Regions from separate parts of the Ovis canadensis genome. Here region 1 is linked to region 2. The links are chromatin contacts, called in public Hi-C maps. All regions are on one chromosome and are shown on one strand. The core of a region is the stretch at or near the end of the contact, and the rest is flanking DNA. Distances in the headings are between cores, read along the strand shown.

Region 1 (7,191 bases), core at 2,877-5,376, 110 kb before region 2:
TCTACCAGTGTAAGCACTCCTAAAGTGGCAATAAACGAGTTGTTGATTAACTATTTGACCAGTGAGGCTTTTTTAGGCACTGCAGTGAGACCATAACTTGACTATGTTCAACATTCTCCACGTACCTTCAGGGTGCCAAATCCCAAGGAGAAGAAAGAAAATGGGAGAGAAAAAAGGGTTTTTAGGCTGGAAGGGACAGTGGGTGGTATACCCGGTTAGTTAATTAGGGCCCAAGAGCAAACAGCATTCAATGTCATACAAGAGTTTAATAGAGGAAGTCACTGGCTCTCATAGATCTGGAGGGAAGCCAGAAAGGGTTAATAAGCTTCCCAAGGAAGATTTTCTTTCCTTGGAAGAATCTGGGTCAGAGTATTTATGCAGTTTTTAAAAAGTCAGATGCTGAGCAGAAGCATTTTAAGAAGCTTGAAAAGTTTGCATAGCAGAAAGCCAGGTAACTTCACAGGCTCATCACCTTTCACCAAGAAGATGTCAAACACACAGGGAAACTCCACTTTTTCAAAAGCAACAGACAGTTCTCTGTCATCACCACTTTTCCATCTGCTTAAAATAAGAAAGAAAAGCCCTACCCCACTGGCCCAGGTTGCAGGTCAACAAAAGAGGCATTGTTCATCATTTCTTCAGAATGTGATGGGACACAGCCCACTCTGCAGTGTGTTAAGAACACACACACACAAACACAAATCCCAGAGAGGAACCCAAGGGGCGAGAGTAAGTAAACTCAGCCTGCAATGAGGTACAGATTTGGCTGCAGACTTGAGGGCTATTCTGGAAGATGAAAATGAGGCTTGGAAGGTAAATAAGGTCCCAGTCACAACGATTTCTTGGTTAGATTCCAGGTTGTGGGGGAACAATGCAGCAAAGGGTAGCAGGTTTCTGCAAAACTTGGATCACTGGACAACGTGCAGTCAACGCCCAGGTGAGCTGGTTCTAGGCAGGTGCTTCCAGGTGTCAGTCTACACTTGTTACCTAGGAACTTACCTCCTTTACTGCCTTGAACCTCCTAACTGGGCCCTCTGCCTTCAAACTTTGCAAACCACTCTCCATTCTTTTGCCAGAACCATCTTCCTAAAGGAGAACTTTGATGTCCCTTTTCTGCTCAAGAGCATTTCACAGCTCTCCATTGTATAAAGTCTTTAGCAAGATGTTTAACAGACTCAAGCCTCCTCCTCCAGTGGCTTCTTACACTCTTGCCTGTCACACAGCCTGGGCTCCAGACCGTGTTCCTTGAGTAAAGACCTCAAGTTTCAAAGCCTAGGCTGTTGATGCCATAGGTACTGTCATCCTTTCCAGCCCCATGACTCACCACATCTCCAGTGCCCCAATCCTACCTATTTTTCAATATACAAAGCACAGGCCCACCTCCTCCAGGAAGTTTTTCAGGATACCCCAATTTATGAGTCAATCAATTATCCTAGACCTTCACAGCATTTTCCTTTATCTAGACCCATAACTGTCTCTCTTGAGCCTAGGATCTACCAAAGGAGTATATGGGAAAATAGGCAGATGTCAGCTGCACGTAAAAGTACAGTATCTCTCTGCCCTAGGCTTCCTGTGGACAAGAACTATTAATATTATATTCATCCCTGTCCCTCTCCCCCATATAGACAAGCAATAGTGTTGCCCATACAGAAGTGGTTCAGCGTTTCTTTGAGGTTCTCCTGTTCTCTTGGGCCATCACCCAAGCTCTAAGAGAAAAGAATAGTAATAGAGGAATGCTTCCGTCATCAATCAGAAAATCATTCTGCTTGCCTCCAGAGTTGACCATCAGTTCCTTGCAGGCTGCCACTGTATCTCTCGTGGTAATCCCAGGGTTTAACACTGTGTCTGGCACAGAGCATGCGTCCTGTAATGAAAGGAAGAGAGGGGCTTGCCCAAGGTCACCCAGAGCCAGGAACCGCTGAATCTCATCCGGGACCAGATCTGGTGAAATCATTTACAACATTATCTCAGTGGGGAGCTCAGAGGAAGGAAGGAATGAAGTGACTGAGAAATGTGTGCCAGGCCTCCGGCGGCCTCTAAGCCTGGAGGACTGGGAGGGGGTGGGGTGGGGTGGGGGCCGACATCAAACAAGATGCGCTCTCGGCTCCTGGGCTGCCCCAAGCCGCCCGAGCAGCTCCCCGAGCTCCTGGGCGGCGGGAAGGGCGGAAGGGGTGGGGGCGCGGGGGCTGGCGACCCGGGCAGGCGGGCGAGCGGGAGGGAGGCGGCGGGGGCGACGGCGGCCGGCCGGGACAGTGCGCGTCGCCCGCCCTGCGCGGCAAATCCCCCAGGGAGGCCGCCGCCAGAGCCCTGGCGCTCCCGGCCCGGCGCCCGCCACGTGGCACCCGGCGGCGGCGGCGGCGGCGGCTCCTCCCGGCGCGCGGCCCGGCCAGCCGGCAGCACGCAGCCGCCCGCGCCGCCCGCCTCTTCCCGGCCGCCCGCCGGCGGCCTCCCGGGTGCAGCGAGGGGGAGCTGCCCGGCCTCCCTGGACTCGGAGAGAAGGCGGGCGGCGCGAAGCCGCTTTAACCGCAGCCGCCGAGCGGAGGCAGGAGGCTGACCCGGCCGCTTCCTAAGTGCGGTCAGGCATCTCGTGACCACGGCGGGCGCCGGGGGCCCCGCGGGGGGAGGGAGGGCCAGGGCAGGGAGCAAACAAGAAGGTCCCCACCCCTCCCCCGGGCTGTTGCAAGTGAGGCTTTCGGCGGAGTTAAAACCTCAAGCCCGAAATCAGGGGTGGAGGGGGGGGTTGGAATAATTCCCCACTCTCCACCCCAGGGCGTGCGCTCCCCGCCCGGAAGGGCTGACCTTGGCCCGGGGGTAGTTGGGGTGGGGGCGGTTGGTCAGCGCCTGGGCTAGGCTCCCAGCCCGCCGCCCCCTCGGATTCCAGGCCCGGCGGGGGCCGGAGGAGAGGGGGGGGCCCAGGGACACACACACACACCCCACACGCAGCGCGCGCCAATGAGCCCAGGCCAGGCGCAGGGGGCGGGGTTTTCCCAGGCTCGAGCACAGCAGCTGCTATTTACCTTCTTGGCTTCTCCCGGGGACCAGGAACCAGCCCCCGCGCTCCGCCGCCCGCCGCCGCCCCCCGCCTCCCTGCCCCCGGGGCGCGCGCACACACTCACACACGCACGCACACACACACATCCTCCCTGCCCGGCCGCAGTCGCGGCGGCAATAAAACATCCTGGCACGTGCTCCGGCTCCAGGCGCGCCCTCGCCGGCCGGCTGATGTCAAACTGCAGCTCGGCTGGTGTAGCTCTTAAAGGGCCCGCGCGCGCCGGGTGCCGAGGCTGCCCTGGCCGCCCGCGGGGCGGGAAGGAGGGAGAGGCTGCCGCTCGGCAGGCCGCCTCGGCGCGCTGCAGAACCGAGAGGGGGCGGATGGAAAGGGAAAAGTTGGCAAGGACGTGCGTGCGTCCTTGAGGCATTGCCATCAAAGTCCCCCTTGTTAACCTTTCATTTGAAATTCCATTTCCTTTCTGCTCAGTTGGAAATTATTCTGATTGTTTCCTGGGGAAGCGCGGGGTCCGAGGCCCCCAACTCCAGAGGAAAAATGAGGGACGGATCGGGGGAGGGGTGCGGAGATCGAAAACCACCTTGCTCTGAAAAACCTGCAAATATAAGATGGAGGCACATTTTCCTTTTCTGCATGCAAAAGGAAAATTTTTTTGCCCTTTTTTGCACGGTCAACTTTCACCCCCCTCCTCCCCCGAACGTGCGGAGTCTGAGAGGGAAATCACTTAGATCTTTTCGTAACTCACACCCTTACATTCCCCCGTTCTAACCACTGCATTTATAACCTTTAATCCCTGTCCTTCTAAACCTTTAAAAATATATATTTCAAATGAACTTATTACTGGCAAAGCAGCTCTATTACATATGAAAGGAAATAAAGAGCAAAGGCCGAAGCCCCAAGAGAAATAAACTAGAGCAAACCCAATGCGGAAAAATCCTTTCTAAAGCAAAGGCCAGCAGGGAGAGTAGCAAAGGGTTAAAATCCTTTTGATTGACGTTGTAGCCTCTGGTGCCCCGGGCTCAGGCGCGCGCCATTGGCCGCCAGGCCTTGTGCCTGGCGGCCAATGGGGGGGCGCGGTCCACGAGCGGTGCCGCGTGTCTCCTCCTCCCATTGGCTGAAAGTTACTGTGGGAAAGAAAGTTTGGGAAGTTTCACACGAGCCGTTCGCGTGCAGTCCCAGATATATATAGAGGCCGCCAGGGCCTGGGGATCACACAGGATCCGGAGCTGGTGCTGATAACAGCGGAATCCCCCGTCTACCTCTCTCCTTGGTCCTGGAATTGCGCTACCGATCACCAAGTAGCCATAAGATATTATAATAAACCCTCAGCACTTGCTCAGTAGTTTTGAGAAAGTATAAAGTAAAAGGGACATAAGCAAGACAATTTTTTTGTGTGTGAAGAACTCCAAAAATAAAATTCTCTAGGGATTAAAAAAAGAAAAAGAAAATGCCAGCTGATATAATGGAGAAAAACTCCTCGTCCCCGGTGGCTGCTACCCCAGCCAGTGTCAACACGACACCGGATAAACCAAAGACAGCATCTGAGCACAGAAAGGTAAGGGCAGTACCTGTATTTCCCTGCACCCCCAAGAAATTAAGTCGGGGTTGGGGCTCTTTTCTCCCTTAAAATCGCGGGGAGAAATGGCAGGTCCCATGGGAACTCAAGCGCTCTTTTTTAAAAATTTTCTTTACAGTCATCAAAGCCTATCATGGAGAAAAGACGAAGAGCAAGAATAAATGAAAGTCTGAGCCAGCTAAAAACACTGATTTTGGATGCTCTTAAAAAAGATGTAAGTGGGTAATTCTTTTTTTCTCTCTCTCCCAGGTATTAAGAATGAAATCCCCTTGCCTGCGGGGTCTTCCCTGCCTGCACTGCATTCTCAGAGGCGGGAGAGCTGGGCCCCTCTAGCCGAGGTCTAGGGCTGTCGCCGCCGTGGCCAGGGGGAGGGACGGACCCCCACCATTCCGAAACCTCTGGCGAGGCTCTCACTTTCCTCCTTTGCCTCCTCTTCTGTGCAGAGTTCGCGGCATTCCAAGCTGGAGAAGGCGGACATTCTGGAAATGACAGTGAAACACCTCCGGAACCTGCAGCGGGCACAGATGACGGGTGAGAGCGGCTCGCCGCGTCCCCCTCTGCCGGCGTCTCTCTCGCCCCGCGGTGATTTCTTCCAGACTTCCGCCCGTGGTTGTGAGAGGCATTCAGCTACATTTTACTGCCTTGGCTCACTCTTGCGTTCCCACGGTCTGGGGCTTATTTATAGCCACAACTCCAAGTTGTTACTGTTCCGGAAAGGGAGGGAGAGAGGTTGTAGTGGCGAGGGCGGCGGGCGGCGGGCGGCTTGGCAGTGGGGGAAGCGGATTGGGGGGGGGGGGGGTGAAAGGATTTAGAACCGTGGTGGTTTTTAAGCTGCGTGGAGCTTGGGGTCATCTAGTTTAGCACGCCCTCCTCGCCCGCTACATAAGGGGAAATAAGGCTCGGATGGTGCAGAAGAGGGGGAAGGGCACTATCCAAGGTCACATCGCGCGGGGGTGGGGAGGAGGCAAATTTGAGGCTTCAGATCGGGTTAAATGAAGCGACAGGGAATGGAGAGGGAGCGTCTCGGGGTCTGTCGCCAAGCTAGTGTGGCTAGGTGGAGGGTTTTTCTAAACCCAGCCGGCTACCCAGAGGCAGTTCCGCGGGCGGGTGGTCAGGGAGGCGCGCCGCGAGGACCTCCCAGGGCGGAGGCGATGGCTTCGGGGCCAGGGCCTTTCGGTGACCCATCCGTCTCCTTCTGGCCCGCAGCCGCGCTAAGCACAGACCCGAGCGTGCTGGGGAAGTACCGCGCCGGCTTCAGCGAGTGCATGAACGAGGTGACCCGCTTCCTGTCCACGTGTGAGGGCGTTAACACCGAGGTGCGCACCCGACTCCTCGGCCACCTGGCCAACTGCATGACCCAGATCAACGCCATGACCTACCCAGGGCAGCCGCACCCCGCCTTGCAGGCGCCGCCGCCGCCCCCGCCAGGACCTGGCGGCCCGCAGCACGCGCCGTTCGCGCCGCCGCCGCCGCTCGTGCCGATCCCCGGGGGTGCGGCGCCCCCTCCCGGCGGCGCGCCCTGCAAGCTGGGCAGCCCTGCTGGAGAGGCGGCTAAGGTGTTCGGCGGCTTCCAGGTGGTGCCGGCTCCAGACGGCCAGTTTGCGTTCCTCATCCCTAATGGGGCCTTCGCTCACAGCGGCCCAGTCATCCCAGTCTACACCAGCAACAGCGGGACCTCGGTGGGCCCCAACGCAGTGTCACCTTCCAGCGGCCCCTCTCTCACGGCAGACTCCATGTGGAGACCGTGGCGGAACTGAGGGGCTCAGGCCATCCCTCCCCCTAAATTCCCCAAACCATCTCTCTTCCCTCCGGACGATAAACAGGAACTTGGACCATGAGAGAGAAGGGAGGACTTTTGAGATTAAGTGGTTACTTTTTTTTTTTTAATTTCTAAAGTTACTTTTTTGTAGAGAGCTGTATTAAGTGACTGACCATGCACTATATTTGTATATATTTTATATGTTCATATTGGATTGCGCCTTTGTATGATAAAAGTTCAGATGACATTTCGTTTTTTACACGAGATTTCTTTTTTATGTGATGCCAAAGATGTTTGAAAATGCTCTTAAAATATCTTCCTTTTGGGAAGTTTATTTGAGAAAATATAATAAAAGTAAAAAGAGTGAAGGCTCTTATGACTTAGAATTATTTTTAGAATATGTAAAAATGAAGGTCTTGGCAGAATTTGAATTACACATAATCTGAGAATTCAGGAATTGGTTCCTTTTGTTATTAAAAGAACATTTTAAAAACCCATCAAGCCTTTTACCATGGCTCCTTGAGCTAAATTCCATTTAATTTGTGAGAACCCATCTGTTATGGCTTCCTTGATCAATTTGTGGTCAGTCTCTTAAAAGATTTCAAAACCCTTTTTACCCACCTGCAACTAAAGTCATTCAGTCCTGGTTCTCATACTGGCTCCTTCTGAGGAAGATGGAAGGGGGCTGAGTTCATGAAGTTAATCAATCCAGTACTTGGTGCCCGCCACACATTTAAGGGTGGCTCCTGCAGCACTAGTGCCCTAGGGCATCTCACCAGCATCCGAGTAAAAAGTCTTCATAGCTGCAGCTCCAGCCTTCAAGTGTTGGAGTCTTTCTCTAATTAAAGT
Region 2 (6,586 bases), core at 2,480-4,979:
TGGGTCCGCAGCTTTCCATGCTTTCTCTATTTATCCCACAACAATGCTTTGAGGTAGTTATCATCCTATGTCTCATATGGGCAGCCTGAAAACTAAGACTGAGATAGATTAGCCAACATGCCCAAGTTTTCACAGCTAGCAAGTCGCAGAATTGGTGTTGAAACCAGAGCCTTCAAATTCCTCCCAGTGAAAGTGAAAGTGTTAGTTGCTCAGTTGTGTCTGCTCTTTAAGACCCCATGGACTGTAGCTCACCAGGCTCCTCTGTCCATGGGATTTCCCAGGCAAGAATACTGGAGTGGGTAGCCATTCCTTTCTCCAGGGGCTCTTCCCAGCCCAGGGATCAAACCTTAATTTCCTGCATTGGCAGGCAGATTCTTTACCATCTCAGCCACCAGGGAAGCCCTTCTTCCCAATGAACTTAGACTCAACAATGTCATATTGCTTCCAGATAAGGATCTGAATTGAAACCTAACAAGTTCTATAATGGTTTCATTTGAAACTCATTCATGTATTCATTCATTGAATTAACACTGAATTCCTATTAAGCTCAAAGTATTTTTTTTTTATTTTTAGTTTTTTTTTTTTTTTAATTTTAAAATCTTTAATTCTTACATGCGTTCCCAAACATGAACCCCCCTCCCACCTCCCTCCCCATAACATCTCTCTGGGTCATCCCCATGCACCAGCCCCAAGCATGCTGTATCCTGCGTCAGACATAGACTGGCGATTCAATTCTTACATGATAATATACATGTTAGAATGCCATTCTCCCAAATCATCCCACCCTCTCCCTCTCTCTCTGAGTCCAAAAGTCCATTATACACATCTGTGTCTTTTTTCCTGTCTTGCATACAGGGTTGTCATTGCCATCTTTCTAAATTCCATATATATGTGTTAGTATACTGTATTGGTGTTCTTCTTTCTGGCTTACTTCACTCTGTATAATCGGCTCCAGTTTCATCCATCTCATCAGAACTGATTCAAATGAATTCTTCTTAAAGGCTGAGTAATACTCCATTGTGTATATGTACCACAGCTTTCTTATCCATTCATCTGCTGATGGACATCTAGGTTGTTTCCATGTCCTGGCTATTATAAACAGTGCTGCGATGAACATTGGGGTACATGTGTCTCTTTCAATTCTGGTTTCCTTGGTGTGTATGCCCAGCAGTGGGATTGCTGGGTCATACGGTAGTTCTATTTGCAATTTTTTAAGGAATCTCCACACTGTTCTCCATAGTGGCTGTACTAGTTTGCATTCCCACCAACAGTGTAGGAGGGTTCCCTTTTCTCCACACCCTCTCCAGCATTTATTGCTTGCAGATTTTTGGATCACAGCCATTCTGACTGGTGTGAAGTGGTACCTCATTGTGGTTTTGATTTGCATTTCTCTAATAATGAGTGATGTTGAGCATCTTTTCATGTATTTGTTAGCCATCCGTATGTCTTCTTTGGAGAAATGTCTATTTAGTTCTTTGGCCCATTTTTTGATTGGGTCGTTTATTTTTCTGGAATTGAGCTGCATAAGTTGCTTGTATATTTTTGAGATTAGTTGTTTGTCAGTTGCTTCATTTGCTATTATTTTCTCCCATTCAGAAGGCTGTCTTTTCACCTTGCTTATATTTTCCTTTGTTGTGCAGAAGCTTTTAATTTTAATTCGATCCCATTTGTTTATTTTTGCTTTTATTTCCAGAATTCTAGGAGGTGGATCATAGGGGATCGTGCTGTGATTTATGTCTGAGAGTGTTTTGCCTATGTTCTCCTCAAGGAGTTTTATAGTTTCTGGTCTTACATTTAGATCTTTAATCCATTTTGAGTTTATTTTTGTGTGGGGTGTTAGAAAGTGATCTAGTTTCATTCTTTTACAAGTGGTTGACCAGTTTTCCCATAAGTTCAAAGTATAAACATATAAACATAGTCAACACAATGTGGGTGCAGAGAGTAGGGAGAGCGGTTGTGGTTGTATATGAACAAACGAGCCTTTGTCTTCAAGGAGTTCTAAAGCAGCGGTCAGCCAACTATAGTTTAGCTACCAAATCCAGCCCATTGCCTGTTTTTGTGAATAAAGTTTTATTGGAACATAGCCACCCTATTTGTTGACATGTCTATGTTGCTTTTGCATCAACAACTGCGAAGTTGAGCAGCTACAACAGAGACCAAATGGACCACAAACTTCAAGTATTTACTATCTAGCACTTTTTAGAAAAAAATTGCCTACCTCTGGTCTAGAATCAGAATTACAGAGGCATCAACTATAGTTGTAATCTAGATTATTAAAACGGCACAGGGACTTCCCTGGTGATTCAGTGGCTAAGACTTTGCCTTCCAATGCAGGGGGCGAGGGTTCAGTTCCTGGTCAGGGAACTAAGATCCCACATGCTTCATGACCAAAAATAATAATAATAATAATAAAGAAACATGAAACAGAAGTAATATTGTAACAAATTCAATAAAGACTTTAAAAATGGCCCACATCAAAAAATATTTTTTAAAAATTAAATAAAATGGCACAAATTAAAAGTTGTGGAGATGCCAAGGAGAGCAACTAAAGCCATAAACACAATTCACCCAGGAGGAGGTTTTGACAAAGCCATGGGCTATCAGGAACAGATTCCAGCCTGGAGCACCACTCAACCCACCGTGTGACTGTGCTTGAAGGCACACAGTCCAGGGCAGAGTAGCAGATGCTCAGGCCCCTGGAAAGCAATCATCTAGGTCTCTTTCCAGAGCATCAGAAGTTGACCCTGCCATTGCTGAGCTGCCTGGCCTTGAGCCGATCTTCTTACCTCTTGGTCCTCAGATATCAGTTATCTCTTACTGTCCTGCTGCTGCTCCTGCTAAGTCGCTTCAGTCATGTCCGTCTCTGTGAGACCCCATAGACAGCAGCCCACCAGGCTCCTCCGTCATCCCTGGGATTCTCCAGGCAAGAACACTGGAGTGGGTTGCCATTTCCTTCTCCAATTCATGAAAGTGAAATGTGGCGGGGGAAAGTCCCTGAATGACTTGTGAAAAACTGAAGCACTCTCTGCAAATTCTGGGGGTCCTTGGGGTGGTTGTATGCACACATAGGCTGCCTTGAAGATCCTCACATGTAGCTCAGAAGCAAAATTATCAGCCTTGAATGTAAAATTGCTTTTGTCCCCAGCTGAGCACACTCCATATTTTATTAATTCACTCAGAATGCAGCTTGGTATGTTACAAAAGAGTTTTCCCCTGAGAGGAGTCATTTTCAAGCTGGGAATGTGTGGACATCCCACCCCAAGAGATGATCCTGTGTTTTCTTGGAGGTGGAGGCAGCCCGGAGGTTGGAGCTGGTGTGAGTTGATGCTGGAGGTCTGAACCCAAGGGAACATGTTCTGTCTGGAACCATCACAAAAGAGTCTTTGCAGATACTCAGCCAGCTGGCCCAACTCTGCTAGACACTGTGTTCCCACTCCCTCACCCTTCCTCCAGGAAGCAACTCCTCTGGCCCAGCCTCCATGTTGCTTTTCTGCTCACACCCTTGAACCCATATCCCCAGTCCGAGGTGGAGCCCGCGGAGCTGTCAGTGCCGCCCAGCCGCAGCACCTGGCTCGCCTCCCTCAGTGCTGGGCCAAAGCCTCAGACGCAGGAGAAACCAGAGCTCACTCAGCTGGCCAGCGCAGGGGCTTCCTGTCCAAGTGTATGCGGCTGGGCTTCCTGCTGACGGAAGGGCGGCTGCCGCAGCTCGCCTCTGACATCCCAGGCGGCGGCTCCCAGAGCACGCCCAGCTGGCACCCGGTGCAGGGGCCACGGCTGCACTCACACAGCTGTCAGACAGCATTCCCAGGGACCCAGGGGTCCGGCCTGGAGAGCTATAAAGGGGATTCCTTTGGGGCGAGAGGAAGCAGTGAATCAGCTCAGAAACGCTGGAGCTCAGGCTTGTCCTAGGCAGCCAGCCAGAGCATGCCTCACAAGCACCCCGCACCCTCCGCACTGACCGACCCCCTTGCTTCACGTGCGCCCCCCTCCCTGGCCACCTGCGCACTTCCGTTTGCGTCCCTCCGTGAGTCTCCACCACACAGCTTCCCTCTGCCCCAGGTGGCCTGGGAACCGGGCCCAAGCACCCGGGTGATAGCCCACCCTGCCTCTGACCTCATGCCCTTAAGGAATTTAACTTCACGGAGACTCAGCTCCCCCTTTACAAGTGGAAACTGGAGAGTGCGAATATTTTCTGAGCATTCCATGTTTATTTTCCCACATTTTAAGGGCGGTGACATAGGAAATGGGGTTAGACTTATTCTGTCTAGTTTCAAAGATCAGAACAAGCATTCCGTGGAGGCAGAATTTGGTTTAAATAAGGGGAAATGAACCCACAAAATAGACTGTCTTCTAAGGTAGTGAGCATCCTGTATGCTGTGACTAGAGGTATTCAACAGACACTGTTTGCAGACTTTCAAATGCTTGACCGTAAGATCCATGAGCACTTCTGTCTCCATTCCTGCTGCAGGATTCAGCATCCAGCACACTGCCTGCCAGGGAGTAAGTGCTCCCAATATTTGCGGAAGAGAGGAAGGAAGAGGGAATGAGAAAAACAGGCAGGTGGGGGGCAGGGGCGGGGAGAGAAATGGAAAGAGAGAAGGAGAGAAAGCAGGAAGGAGGAAAAGTAGGAAGGATCATCTCCAAAAACTTTGGAGAACTGACTCTCCTTCAGGAGAGAGCTTGGACAAGCCGACTCCAATGATCTTTTTGACTCTGCGATGATAAAACGAGGGTTTTAGGCGCCCACTCCACGGGGACTCACCAAGTCCACAAGCAGACTCTCCTGTGTTGGTATGTGTCCCAGGCACAGGCTTTTCTACCCAAGCCCACTGTAGTCTACAAACCCCCACACATACATGATGTCCTGCATTTCTGCAGAACCCTGTAAAATGTACAGTCCCCATCTGAAAGACACAGAGCCTGAGGTTCGAAGATGGTAAGTGACTTGTCTGAGCTGAGACTGAGCCTTAGGTATCCTGTTCCTGAGGCCAGTGCCTTTTCCTAATAGGCATATTGATTTGTCTCACGGCCTGCCGTGGAGCTTTCTGCCCCAGAAACTGCTATTATGACCTAACGTGAAAACTGGTGCTCTATTAAAAGCACCAGAGGTGCTCCTATCCTTTGAAAAAGGTAAGGAGACAGATCTACCACACACACACACACACACACACACATATCCTCCTTTTCCCCAGCTCGCTCCCAGCAGGGATAACACTTGGGCATCACCACTAACTGCAGTAACCATCACTGGATCTGGGACCATTTCCAGAGGCAAGTTTACTCTCCAGGGCTGACGCTCCTGATTACTGCTTGGAAAGATGTGTTCTTTTCCAAAGGTCTGACAAGCTGGAGGTAGGGAGGTCATTTGCCCATCTGCCCTCCCCTCCGCACTTCCTCTGCCCTCTCTCACGGGGGACTGACCCCTGCAGGCTACATTTGCTCAAGTCCCAACCAATCAGGAGACTACGAGGAAGAGGAGGGTAAAAACCAGAGCTTTCTCCCCACACCCTCTCCCTCTATCTGGCAGATCACCTCGGGGGTCCCCATTTCTGCCAGGGAGCCTCCGCCAGGATTCCAGCTCTCCCTGGGTTCTGGAAACACTCCCTCTGCTCCAGACTTCCAGCAGGCATGGTGTCGCTTCTTTCCCGTGGCTGCTACTCTCGAGGCCAGCTTTCACCCACATCTGCCCTTTCATCTCTTCCGATGCCTTTATAACTGGTTTCCCTTGGCTGAGGTTTCTGGAATAGGTTATGTTTTCTGCCTGGACTCTGATTCCACGTCAATGTGGACTGGATAAGACCCAGCTGGAGAGGCTTGAACTGTTGGAAGTATGGAACAGTTCTATCCTGACCACTTCAAGGAGAGTTGAAGACAGACAGGCCAGGAGGCAGGGAATGAGGAAGCGGGCCAAGTGCACCTTGGGGGGACTAGAGGACCTGGAGTCATACTACCTGTCCCACCACAGGCCCCTTCCTCTTTCACAAGACCCGACTCACCCAGCATCCTTCACTGCGGGACACAACCATCACATCTCACACACCTGGGTCAGACAGCGAGACCCAGAGCCTCTCAGAGCTCTGAGCAAGCCAAGCTTCTAGGTCCAGAAGCCTCCAGGTTACTTCCATCCAGACAGACAGAAGGGCTCCCTCAGCGGGGTCAGCAAAGAAAGCAGGTGTCTTTCCTCCCCACCCCCAGACTCCAAGAGAAGAGAGTCACAGCCTCTTTCTTTACCTTCCCCCACCCCACTCCCAAAGCCCTTCATTCGCTAAGGCGAGGTCTGATGGGGACTTTTAATAGCCTTGCCTGGGCAGAGACCCAAGGGGAAGCTGTGTTCTCTGAAAATATTATTCATGAGCACAGATATCGCATGTAGAAAGGAGCAAAGCTGGGTCTCACCTTTCGATGTATGTGGACCAATTGTATGCTTGTCGCTGAGATAGGTACTTTTGCTCAGTCTGTCATTTCATCAGACTATAATGGAGAGAATCAGACCGCCTAAAATGTATCAGGCTCTATTAAATGCATCTTTATTGGGTACCTGTCAGGTACTAGGTGTTCCGCAAGGGTGTGTGAACTACAGTTCCTG

Evidence for each region. Hi-C and Micro-C count contacts between places; a contact is called where the count stands out from the background.
Region 1: a Hi-C map of lung shows a contact between it and region 2, with 2.7 times the contacts expected there. The contact joins the promoter of HES1 here to the enhancer-like site in region 2. A contact is called at or near these places in 2 of 2 Hi-C or Micro-C datasets (fibroblasts and lung).

Annotation. Positions count from the first base shown.
Region 1 is chr1:196,588,731-196,595,921 of ARS-UI_OviCan_v2, reverse strand. It overlaps HES1 (hes family bHLH transcription factor 1), which reads left to right and starts at 4,126. Exons shown (of 4, transcript XM_069579465.1): 1 at 4,126-4,562; 2 at 4,702-4,797; 3 at 5,027-5,114; 4 at 5,790-6,710. The coding sequence starts at 4,455. The coding sequence ends at 6,340.
Region 2 is chr1:196,478,139-196,484,724 of ARS-UI_OviCan_v2, reverse strand. No RefSeq gene overlaps it. Among named protein-coding and RNA genes, the nearest start is that of CPN2, 77 kb to the right of the region's middle. Within about 2 kb of position 3,729, the one cell type or tissue checked has open chromatin away from gene starts, as enhancers often do. A contact at or near this core is called in fibroblasts, where this site is marked.